2 separate regions of the Zea mays genome follow, and region 2 is linked to region 1. The links are chromatin contacts, called in public Hi-C maps. All regions are on one chromosome and are shown on one strand. The core of a region is the stretch at or near the end of the contact, and the rest is flanking DNA. Distances in the headings are between cores, read along the strand shown.

Region 1 (6,911 bases), core at 136-2,635:
TAATGGATATACAGCACTATCACAACGAGATCTTTGAGAAAGAAGTTCATAAACATGATCAACATGTTAAGAACAAGTACCTGTATTACTTCCTTTTCAGGGGCAGCCTTCCAAGACATAAATTTTTCAGACTCTTGCTTGGCCTTTTGTTGAAGCTGATCCTACATGGAATGAAAGGAATATATGTCAGGAAAAAAACTTAAATCGCATTAAGAAACATTTTGAGGAAAAAACACCTTCTGAGATTTTATATGCTGAATATCTTCTTGTAAACGCTTTGCTGCCTCATCACTTTTTTGTTTCTTGAGCTCATGGACCTGCAAATGGTGTGTTCTTAGCATATGATGAGAAATGCAATGCAACAAGCATTTAGCTGAATGTACAAACCTGGGATTCAAGTGCATTCAGCTTCTGAAGATAGTTTTCTTTCAGTTTTTGAGCATTCTCATCCATAGAAGAACATACATTGGTTAATGCATGGTGAAGATTCTCTATTTCTTTCTACAAACAAGAATTCAGGGGAAAAAAGAGCATAGTGTCCGCAAGGTAAGCTAGTAAAAACCTGAAGAGCTTTATTTTCTTGTTCCAAGTCATCTAATTTCTTTTCATAATGTTGCTTGAGAACAAAAATATCACTCTTGGCAAATTGTTTCATCTCTGCCTTTTGAAACATGAAAAGGAGGTATAATTATACTCTACAAGGTGAATCAAGACAAAAAATAATGGGCTAGCAGATTGAGGATACATAACTACGTCAGTACATGTAAATTAGAAATAAAAGGCTAGTGTTAAGAAACAAAGTGGTCAAAATAGTAGAGACAGGGGACTAGTACCTCCTTTTGCTGAAGTAGCTGATCTAGTTCCCATCACCGCTTCCCTCACCCAAATTCTTCTGCAAAGCCATAGGCAACATCAAGGCTATATTGCTGGCCTCCGACTCGCCAAACGCCGCCGCCGCACCCCAGCATTACCTTTCCCATCGGTGGTTGCTAGTAAAGAATATGTGATATACTGAAGTCGATGATTGTTATGAGTTAACATTTTATCGAATATTTATATGTCGTCCGCCACAATACGCCCGGACAATTAGAATTAAGAAAATTTTGTCGAACACATGAATATTATACTAGTGTAGTTATTAACTAGTAGAGTAGCAGTAGTTGTTTATTTATAACGCTATATAATCCATCAGTTTAGACTTTGCAAGGCACATCAACCAAATCACCCCTACACCCATAAACTTCACTAAATCCACCAAACAAATTACACGCAAACTTAGCAAACCATCAAAATCAACGGTTCAGATCGTTGGATACTCCCTCTCTTATTCAAATCTAATGGACAATATTATTTGGATCATCCCTCCTCTCCCTCACCGAGACCCTATCCCATAACCTCCTCCCCACCCCCTTCACTCGTGCGGCCACCACCAACCCCTCCCCTCGTGTCGCTGATGCCGCCGTCAATCCCTCCCCTCATGTCGCTGATCGTAGTGTTAACACGAGCTATATACTAGTTTATATAGCTATTAATTTTGTTGGTAGCTAGTTAGTAGTAGGTTAGCTACTTAGGTACTTACTACTACCTCCGTTCACAAATATATGACACTGTTAACTTTTTTTCGAAAATTTTGACCACTCATCTTATTTAAAATATTTTTTTAAAAAAAGTAAAATTTTAAATCAAGCACAAACTATCTTAAGTGATCAAATAAACCATAAAAAATAAATGGTAACTCATTATTTTTTTTAATAAGACGAGTGATCTAAGTTGTTTTTAAAAAATCAACGGTGTCATATATTTATAAACGGAGGAAGTATTTATTAAGTTAGGAATTCAGTTACTATTTATTAGTTAGTAATAGTTATTTATTAAGTTTTAGTAACTTGGCGCCATATGTAGTTAGGTTATTAGTTAACTAAACACCCCCTCAGCATAGACATATCCAGGCGATCGCGAGGCCGTTGCAGGAGCTAATACGTCTCTGCTTTATTACAATATTATATACTTTCATTCACTGGCCAGGCCATTGCGTTCATTGTTGTTTCCCAAGGCTCGACGTCGACGGGTCTCCGGCACACGGCACCATCAGCTGGGGAGCTGAGACCTGTAGATGTCATGGCACGACGACGACGGCAGCAGGGGGCAGAGCCGCAGGGAGAAGGCGTACCGCGTCGGCGGCAGCAGGTACTGCTCGTGCACGCACGGCGACCAGCTGTCGTCGCCGCCCAGCCCCATGTGCCTGTGGTCAAGATGCACCTGCGAAACAAACACGAAGCCGAGAGCCATCACTCCTCCCCGACCACTTCGCAGCAGCTCGGCCGATGCCAGCCAGGAGCTCAAAAGCAAAAACAAAAAGCTTCCCCACCTCGATGTCGTCCCCCTTCACCAGCCTGTGGACGTGCGTTGCCCTGTCCAGCTCCGCGGCGCCGTAGTAGCTCGCGCTCATCTGCATCGGCGGGGAGCCGCCGTGCGCCGACGCGTACAGGCCGAGCCCGCCGGCGTCGCGGAGTGCCACCCACCTGACGTCCGCCCGCCCGCCGCACTCCACGGGGGCAATGTACGGCACGTGCAGCTCCTCCACGCTGCTCTCGTACACGCCGACGTGCGCCGCCGCCTTGCGGTCCGGGTAGCACTCGAAGGGCCCGCGCCCGTACCACGTGACGTGGCTCAGGGACCTCCCGGCGCTGAACACGACGCCCACCCGGGGAAGGGGAGGGAGGTCGCTCCTGGGGTTTACCTCGTAGTCGAGAACCACGTCGCCTGACCCGTGGATCCGGCATACCATCTTCACCCGGAAGAGAATGGACTCGGAGGCTTCGTCGTCAGGCTTGGGTAGGTGCCCGGGAACACCGTAGTAGAGGGTGGAGAACTCCACGGTGTTGTCCGGCAACTCCTTGACAGAGAACTGGCTGCTGTGGAACGAGACATTGTCGAGGAAGGCTTCTCTCCATCGCGAGTCATATGGCTTGGTGAAGAAACCTCCTTTGTCGTTGTCAGTTGGTGCGCGCCAAAAGCATGGGAGTATCCCCTTGCTCATAAGCTCAACGTCGTTGACCTGTTGTTTGCAAAAGAACCATGAGTTTTAACTTTTAAGGCTTTGGTTCCTTTCTCTATGTAAAGCCAATTACTATTGGGACCTTTAAACCAACATAATGCTGATCGCGCTTGCACCCAAGACGCGATGGAGATATACCTATGAGTACAGGGCATTCTATGACAGATTTATCAGTCCACTTGATTTACACTTTTCCTAGGTTAGTGCTGTTGGCATGTATTAATAATTTTATTAATTGACTACATACAAGTATGGACACCATGTTTCTTAACTCCCCATGAACATTCTACATACCTTCCAGCTGTCGATTGTTCCCAACTGACTGTTTACTTTAATTTTCCAGGCATTATTCTTGCAGATGGTTACATTATCACCAATGCGTTCACAGACCAAAGGGCTACTGGACAATGCTATCACCTGAAGATGATATTAAGCTGTAAGACAACGAGGAAGAAACAGGAGTAAAGTAACACTAAGCTGTGAGACAATGAGGACGAAACAGGAGTAAAATAGTATTAAGCTGTTAGACGATGAGGACGAAACAGCCAAACAGGAGTATAGTAGTAAACAAGATCAGGCTGAGAAAACATACGCTGGGGACAAAGCCATTTTTCTGAGGCAAACACAGTTGTGCTGAAGCCAAGAGATGACCAGCTTTAGCCCATCGTGTTTCATGCCTTTGTTTCACATTCACAGACAAAAATACTTCTTTTGCTGCACAGGCACTCCAAAGGGCAAACCAAGGTGATGATTCCATGTTGATGAGCTGACTAGTTTGTGGTGCCAAAGTTGGAATATTCAATGGACCAGAGCCCAAGACACAACCATCTCCATGAAGAACCCAACTGAAGTCCAAAGCTTCTGTTGTCTCAAAAAAGTGTCCATTTTCAATCTGAGTGATCATAATGGAGCTATTAGAAGCACAAAGCACATAAGAAAATAACTCGATGACTAGCAAACATCAACCAGAGGTTACCTTAAGCATATTATCTGCTGATGATATTTTGATAGGCTGGTGAAGGTATTTTACTTCTGCAACCAGAATCAATTTGGTCAACCAAGTTGGCATCCAATGACTTTAGAGACAAAGATATTAGTTTAACACATTGATAACCAAGACAAACATTTCCCCCTAGTATTTCCGGGTTACCATGAAGAGCTGGGTGAATCGTCCGATCAGGCCACACAATGCCATTGAGGCAAAAATTGGAGTCATTTGGAGTATCTCCAAAGTCGCCGCCATATGCCCAAAATTTAGACCCATCTGAGTCCTCCTTCAGTAAACCCTTGAAACAAAGGGAAAGTATCGTGGTGAGAAACAAATGATGGTTATAGTATAAGAAAATAAATAAAATTCATCAATGATATATTTTATAGCATTTCACTTGTAAGTTATAGCATTTCACTTGTAAGTTATAGCATTTCACTTGTAAATTGTACCAATGTACTCCACAAAATATACTTTCTTGGAGAGTCAAAGCATCTCAGATTTGACCAAATTTATACAATAAAATAATAACATTTATGATACCAAATAAGTATAATTAGATTCTTCATTAATTATATTTTCACAGTATTACCGATTTGATGTCATTATTCTTTGCAATTCTCTCTATAACTTTGGCTAAATTTGAGATGTTTTGACTCTCCAAGAAAGTTGAAATGACTTATGATTTGAGATGGAGGGAGTACTAGATTAGCTTGACAAGGTTTTTAGGCAATTATGGAAGTTAAAGAAAAGAAAATTGGCTTGTTATAATCATGTTCTACTTTATCCACTCATCAAAGAAGCAGGTCATAAGTCATACCTTGACCCAACCAGTGAGACACATAATAAAGTCCTAGAGGCTTATAGAAACTAGAATCTCGCAAAGGTCAAGAGCGGATGGAAGTAAATAGGTGATACCTGATCAGCCCAGTCCCATATAAAACCTCCTTGGAGTCCAAAAGTGTTGTCTATGGCCATCCAATACGCATCAATATTCCCATTACTGTTTCCCATAGCATGTGAATATCTTGAAAGCAAAAGGAAAAAGTTCTTTCATCAAATCATATGAATACGGATAAAGGGTTATTAATATGTGAGGTCATGCTTAGCATACTCGCAAAGAATTAGAGGCCTTGTTTCAGATGGATCTTTTGCTATCTTAACAACATCCCAGACACGCATATACATGGGGCACACAATATCTGTGGATGATGTTCTGGAACCACCTCCCTCATAATGGAGGAGTCTTGTTGGATCCCTTTCACGAATCCAACCTAGAAGAATGTTACCATTAGATGAGAAGTACAGAAATTAAACTGACAGGTAAGAATATTTTACCAGACATGGAAGCATGATTAGGTCCATATGAAGATTCATTTCCTAGAGACCAAACAATAATGCATGCATGATTCTTATCTCTCTCCACCATGCTAACAACACGATCAAGCATTGCATTTGCCCAAATAGGTTCAAGTGTAGGATGTTTGAAAGTGTTAGATTCATCAAAACCATGTGTCTCAATGTTGGCTTCATCTATGACATAAAGACCAAAAATGTCACATAACTCATACCACCTTGGGTGCTGTGGGTAATGGCTATTTCTAACAGCATTGATATTGTTTTGCCTCATCAAAATCAGGTCCTGTCACAAATAGATATATTGTAAGAATCTGAACCTGGGCATATGATTAAATCAGACCAAAGAGATTATTATGTTAAAAACTTAAAATGTTCTCCAATATGACAGGAAGATCTTGACCTTGATCATGCATGCTTCTAAATTTGTCTTTCCAAGGCGTGGATGGTGCTCATGTCTGTTGACACCTCTTAGCACAACAGGACATCCATTGACGAGCATTTGCTTGTGTGCCATGACCACATTACGAATGCCCACTTGGCATGATTCACAGTCAATAAGCTTCCCATTGGCATCTTTAAGGAGAACAACAAGCGTGTATAAGTTAGGCTGTTACAAGAAGGAGAATAGTCAAAAGACAGCTTTTATACAGTTGAACTGTAATAGTAATGTTTGGTAATAGAATTTCCCTTGCATTATATCTCTTACATGCTCACTAGACCAAAGTTTTGGATTTTCTATTTTTCCACCAAGTACATAACCATGAAAACCAAGACAAGGGCTTCGAGTTCGTTTTGGCTTCGGTTTCAAATTGACTGCATTAGCGGATGAAAGATCAGCATCTATACTGTTAGATAGTCCAGAGTTATCAATGAGTGTTGCTTCAATAGACAAAGTTGGGACGTGCTCCTGGTCTTGCTTGTGTGAGTCAATCTCCACCTCAACCTAGCATACTAAATAACATTAGAAGTGAACTAAATTACATAACAATATTCAGATTAAATAATTCCTTGACTTGTGCAAAATTAGCAACTACAGTACTTATATTTTGCCATATGATAAAAATAACAGGAAATGGAAATTGAATTTCCCTAGAAAATGTGTTGCTTGTTGTTCGGCGTTGAAAAGATGGGGCATAAAAAGCTAAAGCAAGCACGGAAACTGGATAAGCATGTAATGTTTATATGTTGTGGTAACAGCATAAGGTTCTAGATGTATCAATTTATAAGTCCTTTGGTAGTTGGTTAGTTGATTGAACATGTGGTTCTGAGTAACAAATATCAGTTATTACTGTAAGAAATGTTTGAATTTTGAAGGTTATATCAAATAATCTCCACTAAGGCACTAACCTATTCGCATACTGTAAGAAATGTTTGAACTTTGAAGGTTATATCAAATAATCTCCACTAAGGCACTAACCTATTCGCATAACCCTGCCAAGATTGGGATCAGAGTTACCTCAATATCGGCTAAACTGAAATTTTCATCCAAGGTTGCTTTGAAGAAGT
Region 2 (7,208 bases), core at 549-3,048, 620 kb after region 1:
TGCATGATATGACAGCGTTTGACATTTTTGCACCGACAAAAAAAAGAACACAATTAGCCATGCACCTAATTTCCCGGACGTGCATGTCTTCCGCCTAACGCGGCCGTACGACGGCAAGCTAATTGCCAGGATCGCACGCATGCTAATTGCTGAGATCGGACACTTACCTGTTAGTGAGGACGCGGTATCAACAACCATACTGTCACGTTACACTTTTGCCAAAAAAAAGTTAATTAATTAAATTTGGTACCAAAGTGTCACGTTCATTGTTATGTAGACCGCATTAGACTATTTATTGGGAGCAACTCCAACTGCTTCTAATTACTATTCCCAAAACAATAGTTTAAGAGTATAAAAGTATAAAAACTCAGTATCCGTGCTCTAAATTATTGGACGCTCTTAAACCAAAGCCTCCACGTACAGATTTGAGGCCAACCATGGTCGCCCCTATCTATTTTTTTTTTCCATTTCCCATGCATGTTAGGAAAGAGATGTGCGCCGTTTTAGTTGCTGCATGCGCCCGATGCGAGGTGGACGGCGTTGGTGTGGTGCATGCGCGGGTGCAGTTCAAGGATTAGGGTCAGACTTTATTTCTATTCGTTTTTTAATTAAAATTGAGCCCAAAGAAACATTTGGATTGTCATCCATAGGTGCAGCTGAGCATGCGCCATTTCAATTGCGTGCACCATGCAAGACGGGAGTTAACTTCTTATTCAGGGGATCTTTAAAAGGCTGTTGGAGAATAGTCTTTGTTTACATCTCAAATATTGTCAGAGAGGTACTAATCTAAGATATTGATAGCTAAATCAATTAAGAGCTGTTGGATATGCTCTTAACTCAGGGTAAGATCCAACTTATTTAGAGACTGTTTGGAACAAACTCAACTCAAAAGAATTAGATTTGGAGCAGCATATTCATCTTGGATTTCAGATATGAAACTACAACTCAGGAGATCTCGGACGTTACCGTTGGCCTTCTCTGCCGCCAGCCATTTTCCACCTGCGTCACCAGCAATGCAGTGCCTCGGCCTCTAGGTCACCTCACCTGATGATCAGTTGCTGGTAGAGAGTAGATGTGCCTTCATCATATTCTGCACCAGCAGCTGCTGATCACGCACGCTTATCGGGTTGTTGTGATCCTCTGGAGATTTCTACGTTGGTAAATCTTTGAGCCAATTTGCTTGCTTAGTTTGGTTTTTATCTTTTATGTTAATCGATTGGCTGGGCGCGGAGGGCTTGCAGCCTTGCACTGGCATTGAAGAAGACAGTGGACTTGATCTGATGCCAGTTGGGGATTGCAGCTGCTGTTTGCCTGTTCGTCGGAGAACTGATACAGCTATGTTTATCTCACTCCACCTCGTTTTTGGATACAATGTTCTTATATCTGTCTACTATAAATACTACCCCCTCAGTTTTAAAATATACTTCGTTGACTTTTTTAACCTTAAGTTTAACCACTCATCTTATTTAAAAAAATTCATAAAAAAATGAAAAAAAAAAGTTAATCTATGTTGTAAAGTATATTTGATAATAAATAAAACCACAATGAAATCTTTCTCACAACTTTTTGAATAAGACGAGTGATTAAACTTAAGATTAAAAAGTGAAACGAATTATAAATTGGGACAGAGGAAACTAAACTATAGTGTATTATAGACCCGACTTTAAACCCCAATCCAAAATTCTATTACAATCCGAAGGATTTTTCTTCTTTTTCGTATGGTTCTGCTATGAGTACTGCCGCCTCCGCCTGGTTCCCGCGCCGCCGCCCCGGCCTTTGGCCCGGCCGTCTCCTCGCACTTGCACGTGCTCGAGCTGATGCCGGACTGCCGGTGGGCAGGAATGCCGTGTCCAGGGCTCCAGGCGGTACATGAAATAACCGCTTACCAGTAGAATGATCGTGTTTGTTTGTGATAAAAAACATGAGATAACAATGAGCATAATCTGGTCTAATTCCACTTTCTACAACTGCTGATCCAGACACTAGACAAATCTAATTTTCTATTTAGAAATGACAAGCATGCGCCAACAGCCACACGAAAATGATGGAATTCAGCCAAGTGTTCAAATCCCAAACAACTGCCAACCATTAACAGCAAAACGGACAGCACAAATATTTCGTGTGCAAGACATATAGATGACAATGCAATGACGAACCTGCCAGGAAATGCCCGTACGTAACAAACTGGCGAGTAGAAAATGATATACACATATGGACATTCACAAAGAAGAACAAAGAAGCATCTTAGGACCTCGCAAGCAGCACAACCCAGGCCATATACAAATAAAAGAATTGACCTATAAAATTGGTTGCCAAAAAAGAAACAACCGTGCAAAGCCACCAGTAGACCGTCCTCAGAAACGACCAACAATATATTAATACACCAACTCTCATGGGACCGACCATTCACGACAAGAGGATTGCATACTGTAGCAGACCACTGGTAACAAGGCTTGTTCTCTTTAGAAAAGATCTGCTTTTCGCTTCTGTAGTTCTTGCTTCCAATTTGGCTGTCGGTAGAATGCATCCTTGGTCATGCCAAAAACAGTTTGGAATTCACTATCTGATAAGTATGCCTGCAGAATCAATAGAGTGCTTCAGCAAGATTGGCCCAGCAAGGTTCAATGTAAGCCTAACTCCCAACATGAATATACTTGGCCAAACGAGCAACAAAAGAATATATGTGTGGACAAATGTGATAAGGAGTCGTCTAAAGAGAACCAATGGAACCAAATGCATCAATACAAGAGAAGCAAGTGATTTAGCTGCAGGCGAAAGGCTGTGGTTACTTACTGGTACAAGGAACCAAGAAAAAAAACTCCATAACTACTCACTAGAGAAAATTCACCACTTCAAGGATGCTGGGGGGACGGGTGCAGGCACAAACCTCTCTGCGTTTGTAATCTATCCCACGAACTGGATCGGTGGATTTGGATATCAAGCGGTCATAGCTAAATGTCGCTTCACCAACATTTTCCGTTGTTTCTTCCTCTCCGGCCTCAGCCACTGCTCCATCAGTGTCAGGCGGTGCCCCATCTGCTGCAGCATCTTTTTCCTGGTGAAACACATTGGACTCCCCAGCTTCAGACTGAGGAGAAGATGGGCCTGATGGGCCAGCTGGAGTTATGACAATCCGGTCGACATCTGCATTGATCCAAGGTGTCAAACTTTGAAGCGATAAATGGGCCAGCAAAGTGGTAGTGGCCTTCATCTATGTGCATCCCATTAGTCATAACTATAAAAAAGGCAAAGGTGTACCAACAAAATCAAATAAACATGACTATAGACTTCTAGGGCTAAAATTTGCAAAGACAATACAAAAACATTTCAGAGAAACGAGGAATACAGATCAGAGAACCCAAAATGCCTAAATAATGATAAACTGGAAAAGAATACATATTTGAGAATCCAAAGAAAGTAAGAACCTTCGCCCCCTACATTTGCCAAGCTATTCTTTAATGAATGATAAATTGAAAAGGAAGGTGCAGCTCTACCAGTCTTATATGCTGTGTTGCTAGCTTTGGATCGTAGAAATTCTGAAGATCCAGATTGCTCAGCAGTCAGCACAGAGGATAGAGCAGCTACAGCAGCTGCTCTTTGAGAACCTCGACCTGAGCGAGATGGAGGTGATGTTTTGGGTTTTAAGGATGGGTTGAATGCATTAGATAAGGCAGCCAGTGCTGAGGCACGTTGCGTGGGTCCATCGCCTGTGCTTTTAGGCCTCTCATTAGACTGAAAAGAAGGATCAAGAAGGTAGTTACATCAATTTTTTCTTAAAGAATGTACCACTCTTTTAGACAAAATGTAGACATTTTTGTGAGAAGTCAAATCAACGGTTTCAACTTTCAAACTTACCAGCCTTTGTTGAGATGATGGATTGAATGCGGATGATAGAGCTGCTAATGCAGATGCCCTCTGAGTTGGCCCACCATTACCAGAGCTCCTAGGTGCACCCTACAAAAGGACTGTTGTAAAGATTGTAGTACCTTAATGTGTACTAGTCTACTAGGAATGTGCTCGTGCGTTGCCACGAGGCGGGGGAGCGGCGCCTAGGCTATAAATATATATTTTGTTTATTTCTAAACACTATGGTACGTGTGGTCTAGTGGTTAGTCTTAAATTTCTGGAATAGACAGGTGGGGTTCGAGTGCTCGTTCTGCACTATTTTTTGCAGGCGCTAGGCGTGGGGAGGGTGAAGCCGTGGTAGCACCAGGTGCCACATTAGGTTCTTAATAGAGTAATATAGATATAGATTTGCATTTCCAAATAATGGTCCATTGTAACCTTTCTACAGTTCAAGAAATAGTTATTCATGCAAATACTACATCCATCTTATAAAAACAACTTAGCAACGGAGTTGATAATATCCAAAAGAAACTCATTAAAAAAAACATGCATATATGCATATGTTTTTTCAATATGTAACTCAAACCTAAAATCTCAGGTTTACCTCAGAACGCAATCCAAAAAGCAGCGAGAGTTTCTTCTGGAAGGAATTTCCATGAACCTGTGCAAAGTATGCAGGATGCAGATTATAACAAGAAAATAACCTTAGAGCAAAATATGGCTAATATTTTTTATGACTAATATCAGACAGTACAGCAAAAGCATAATGCAGGAGAGCTGTGCATTATTAATTCATTATATTAAGGAGGAAAAGGTCCAAAGTGGACTGAGTACAAGAAGCCCAGCCCAAGTACAAGAACAGCAAAAGCATAATAAAATAGAAAGATAGCCGACATCATACCAAAGATTTTGTGTTATCCCAAGAAAAGTACGTCTTGAAGAAGCATGGCTCATTCCCTTCCATGACTTTATATAGTGGTACATGTGGAGAAAGATCTTCAATAGAATTTGCATGCTCCACGTATTTCTGGTGGAAAAGTCGTTACGCATACAGAACAACAGCAAACAGGAACTGACTACTTGAATAAGGTCAGGGCTTCAGTTGATACCTGGCCAATGTCAAATGCCTTCTGTTTCTCTTTTGATTCCACATACTGACCAATCCAAATGAAAACTTCACCATGTGTGTCAAGTACCATCATGTCTTCAGTTAACAAATCATCTTGAGAAAAGTTGAAGATCTCAGTAACCTGAATAAGCCCATAAAATCAGATGCCAAAACAAAATATAGATCTAAGAAGAGCAAGTGTAAGAGGACCGACCTCCAGTCTCCCTGGTTAATGACAATAATCGTAGCATAAACAAAACCAAACAATAAAATGACAATTAGATCAGAAAGTTGTATAATAAAGATATCCCAAAAATGAATGAAAGGAAACAGAAATTTCATACGGATATACAACTGCATGAAAGTATGTACAAAATCTACAGCAACTGACCGTTCTTGAATGAGAATGCATACAAGTGAGGCTCTCTAGTAATAATATCCTGAGGAGTGTTTTTATTTGTATAACTCTGTTTCCCTCCAAGAGCAAACCAGAAAGCAGAACTCTCTGTCCCCTCCTTGCAGTGCTTCACTGCAACGCCAGGCTGTAAGATTGAAAATATTCAAATGTTAGAAGCGGATTTTTCCCTCAAACTAGGCAGGAGAATTGCATGTCATTTCATTAAGAAGACAGAAATACAAGGAAAAGAGGCAAAGTGCCTTTCCAGACCCCAAAATACAAAAAAAAAGCACCACGGAAAAAAAGTGGCCACCAATAGCCCCTCAGTTAAATAAGAGGTTTAGTTGCCACTTGCCAGGGCAAGTGACCTCAATAGCAACTCTTGGAGCGCTAAAGCACATGCAGAACACCAAAGGGTGCTCTGTGCACTGTGCTCTCATACACAGAAGGGGATATTGAACAAGAGGAAAACCCTCAATTGATCATAGAACTTAAAAATGCAAGAAATTTTAATTGGTTGGCTTAAAACTGTCTAAAGGTGCCCTCATACCTTCAAAAATTCAGCAACTTTTGCTGCCCACTGCTGTTGCTCATATGTGCTAGAATTGCCAAACCATGTAAACATAGCATTTCCAGATTGCAGTACGAAAGACTCCGTTGAGCTTAAAGACGTTGCTACCTATAAATCAATAACCGATCAGCTCAAAGGATAAGCAACTGAATTTCAAAGGTAGTAAATGTTGAACCAATCTATCCTAAAATACCACACCACACTAGCACATTATATTTGTAAATCAAAGAGCCTTCAATAGAAAAAAAAAATCATCAGCATCTAGTAGAAAGAGATAGGTAGTACCGCATCTACTTGAAGAGTCTTGTTGTTGTAGATAGATGTCTCAGATACTCGAATTAGAGCTATGCCTTCAGTAGTATAAGTCTCACCCATAGCACCTTTTTCTTCTATGAGCTTCTTGTATCCAGATCCGATTCCACCCTACATAATTTATTTTGCCAGAAATAAATTATGCATATACATTATTTAGATCGTATACAAAGGTGAGCTACAAATGCATGACTGAAAAATAAAATAAAATAATGGAGGCAAAAAAATATGTTTGGTAGTCTTACCTTCAAGATAACCATGGGCTGGAAAAGAGCAACAAATTGTGGTGGCTCCTTCCCTTGGTATATACGGCCCTACAAAATACTACAAATAACTCAAAGTTGTCTCTTGTAACAAATATCGTAGGCACATCTGAAAGAAATGCAGCACCAGAACTGGCCGTCCTTTCAATGAATTCCACATTGTATTGATTATTTGAGATGCCGACACTTGATCGTCCTGCAAAGCAAACACCAGAACAGTAAATATAGATCAGGCTCAGCTGTACAAGTGCAGGAGTTGATTCTATAAAGAGACAAGAACAAGTGCAAAGTAAATTCAAGAGAAATTGTGCCAACAGCTAAGCAGATGGGAACAAATTGCTTGGTTTTAAGTATAACAAATATGTTTTAACTTAAAACAGTAAATTTTATCAGCAAACGCTCCACAATAAAAACAATTCCACATCGCCAACACAAAGTGGAGAAATTTTAATTAAGCACAAAAGTAGAAAGGCAGACAGGAGGCCAAAACAATTTAATTAATACAAAAAAAGAGAAAATGCAGTAACGTGCAATACCACCAAGCTATCCTTCCCAATCCAGTAGCTGAGATAGTACTCTTCTTTCTTGTCGCCCGAATGATGTGTATAGAGAATGATATAACAGTCTCCACTGTAAAACTTTCCAATGTCCTCTTTTGGCAGGGCAGTCTTAGTGTTCCCATCAACGCACCATACCTGTTACAATTTAGTT

The links. Hi-C and Micro-C count contacts between places; a contact is called where the count stands out from the background.
Region 2: a contact with region 1 is called in a Hi-C map of tassel, with 2.3 times the contacts expected there. The contact joins the enhancer-like site here to the promoter of LOC103650724 in region 1. A contact is called at or near these places in 2 of 25 Hi-C or Micro-C datasets (ear and tassel).

What each region holds. Positions count from the first base shown.
Region 1 is chr3:150,290,976-150,297,886 of Zm-B73-REFERENCE-NAM-5.0, forward strand. LOC103650724 (kinesin-like protein KIN-4C) reads right to left here and starts at 1,386. Exons shown (of 13, transcript XR_564338.3): 1 at 563-1,386; 2 at 237-317; 3 at 81-161. It overlaps LOC100217216, which reads right to left. Exons shown (of 18, transcript NM_001359705.1): 7 at 6,862-6,911; 8 at 6,112-6,348; 9 at 5,806-6,012; 10 at 5,385-5,688; 11 at 5,161-5,320; 12 at 4,965-5,073; 13 at 4,209-4,344; 14 at 4,035-4,090; 15 at 3,651-3,950; 16 at 3,353-3,475; 17 at 2,369-3,058; 18 at 1,791-2,259. The coding sequence ends at 2,089.
Region 2 is chr3:150,914,198-150,921,405 of Zm-B73-REFERENCE-NAM-5.0, forward strand. It overlaps LOC100273789 (Villin-2), which reads right to left. Exons shown (of 24, transcript NM_001360444.1): 11 at 7,034-7,192; 12 at 6,625-6,693; 13 at 6,480-6,548; 14 at 6,208-6,345; 15 at 5,902-6,030; 16 at 5,346-5,496; 17 at 5,169-5,179; 18 at 4,956-5,096; 19 at 4,748-4,873; 20 at 4,451-4,507; 21 at 3,856-3,954; 22 at 3,495-3,732; 23 at 2,888-3,144; 24 at 2,194-2,576. The coding sequence ends at 2,463. Among protein-coding and RNA genes, the nearest start is that of LOC100273789, 11 kb to the right of the region's middle. Within about 2 kb of position 1,799, at least 11 of the 20 cell types and tissues checked have an H3K27ac peak or open chromatin away from gene starts, as enhancers often do. A contact at or near this core is called in ear and tassel, where this site is marked.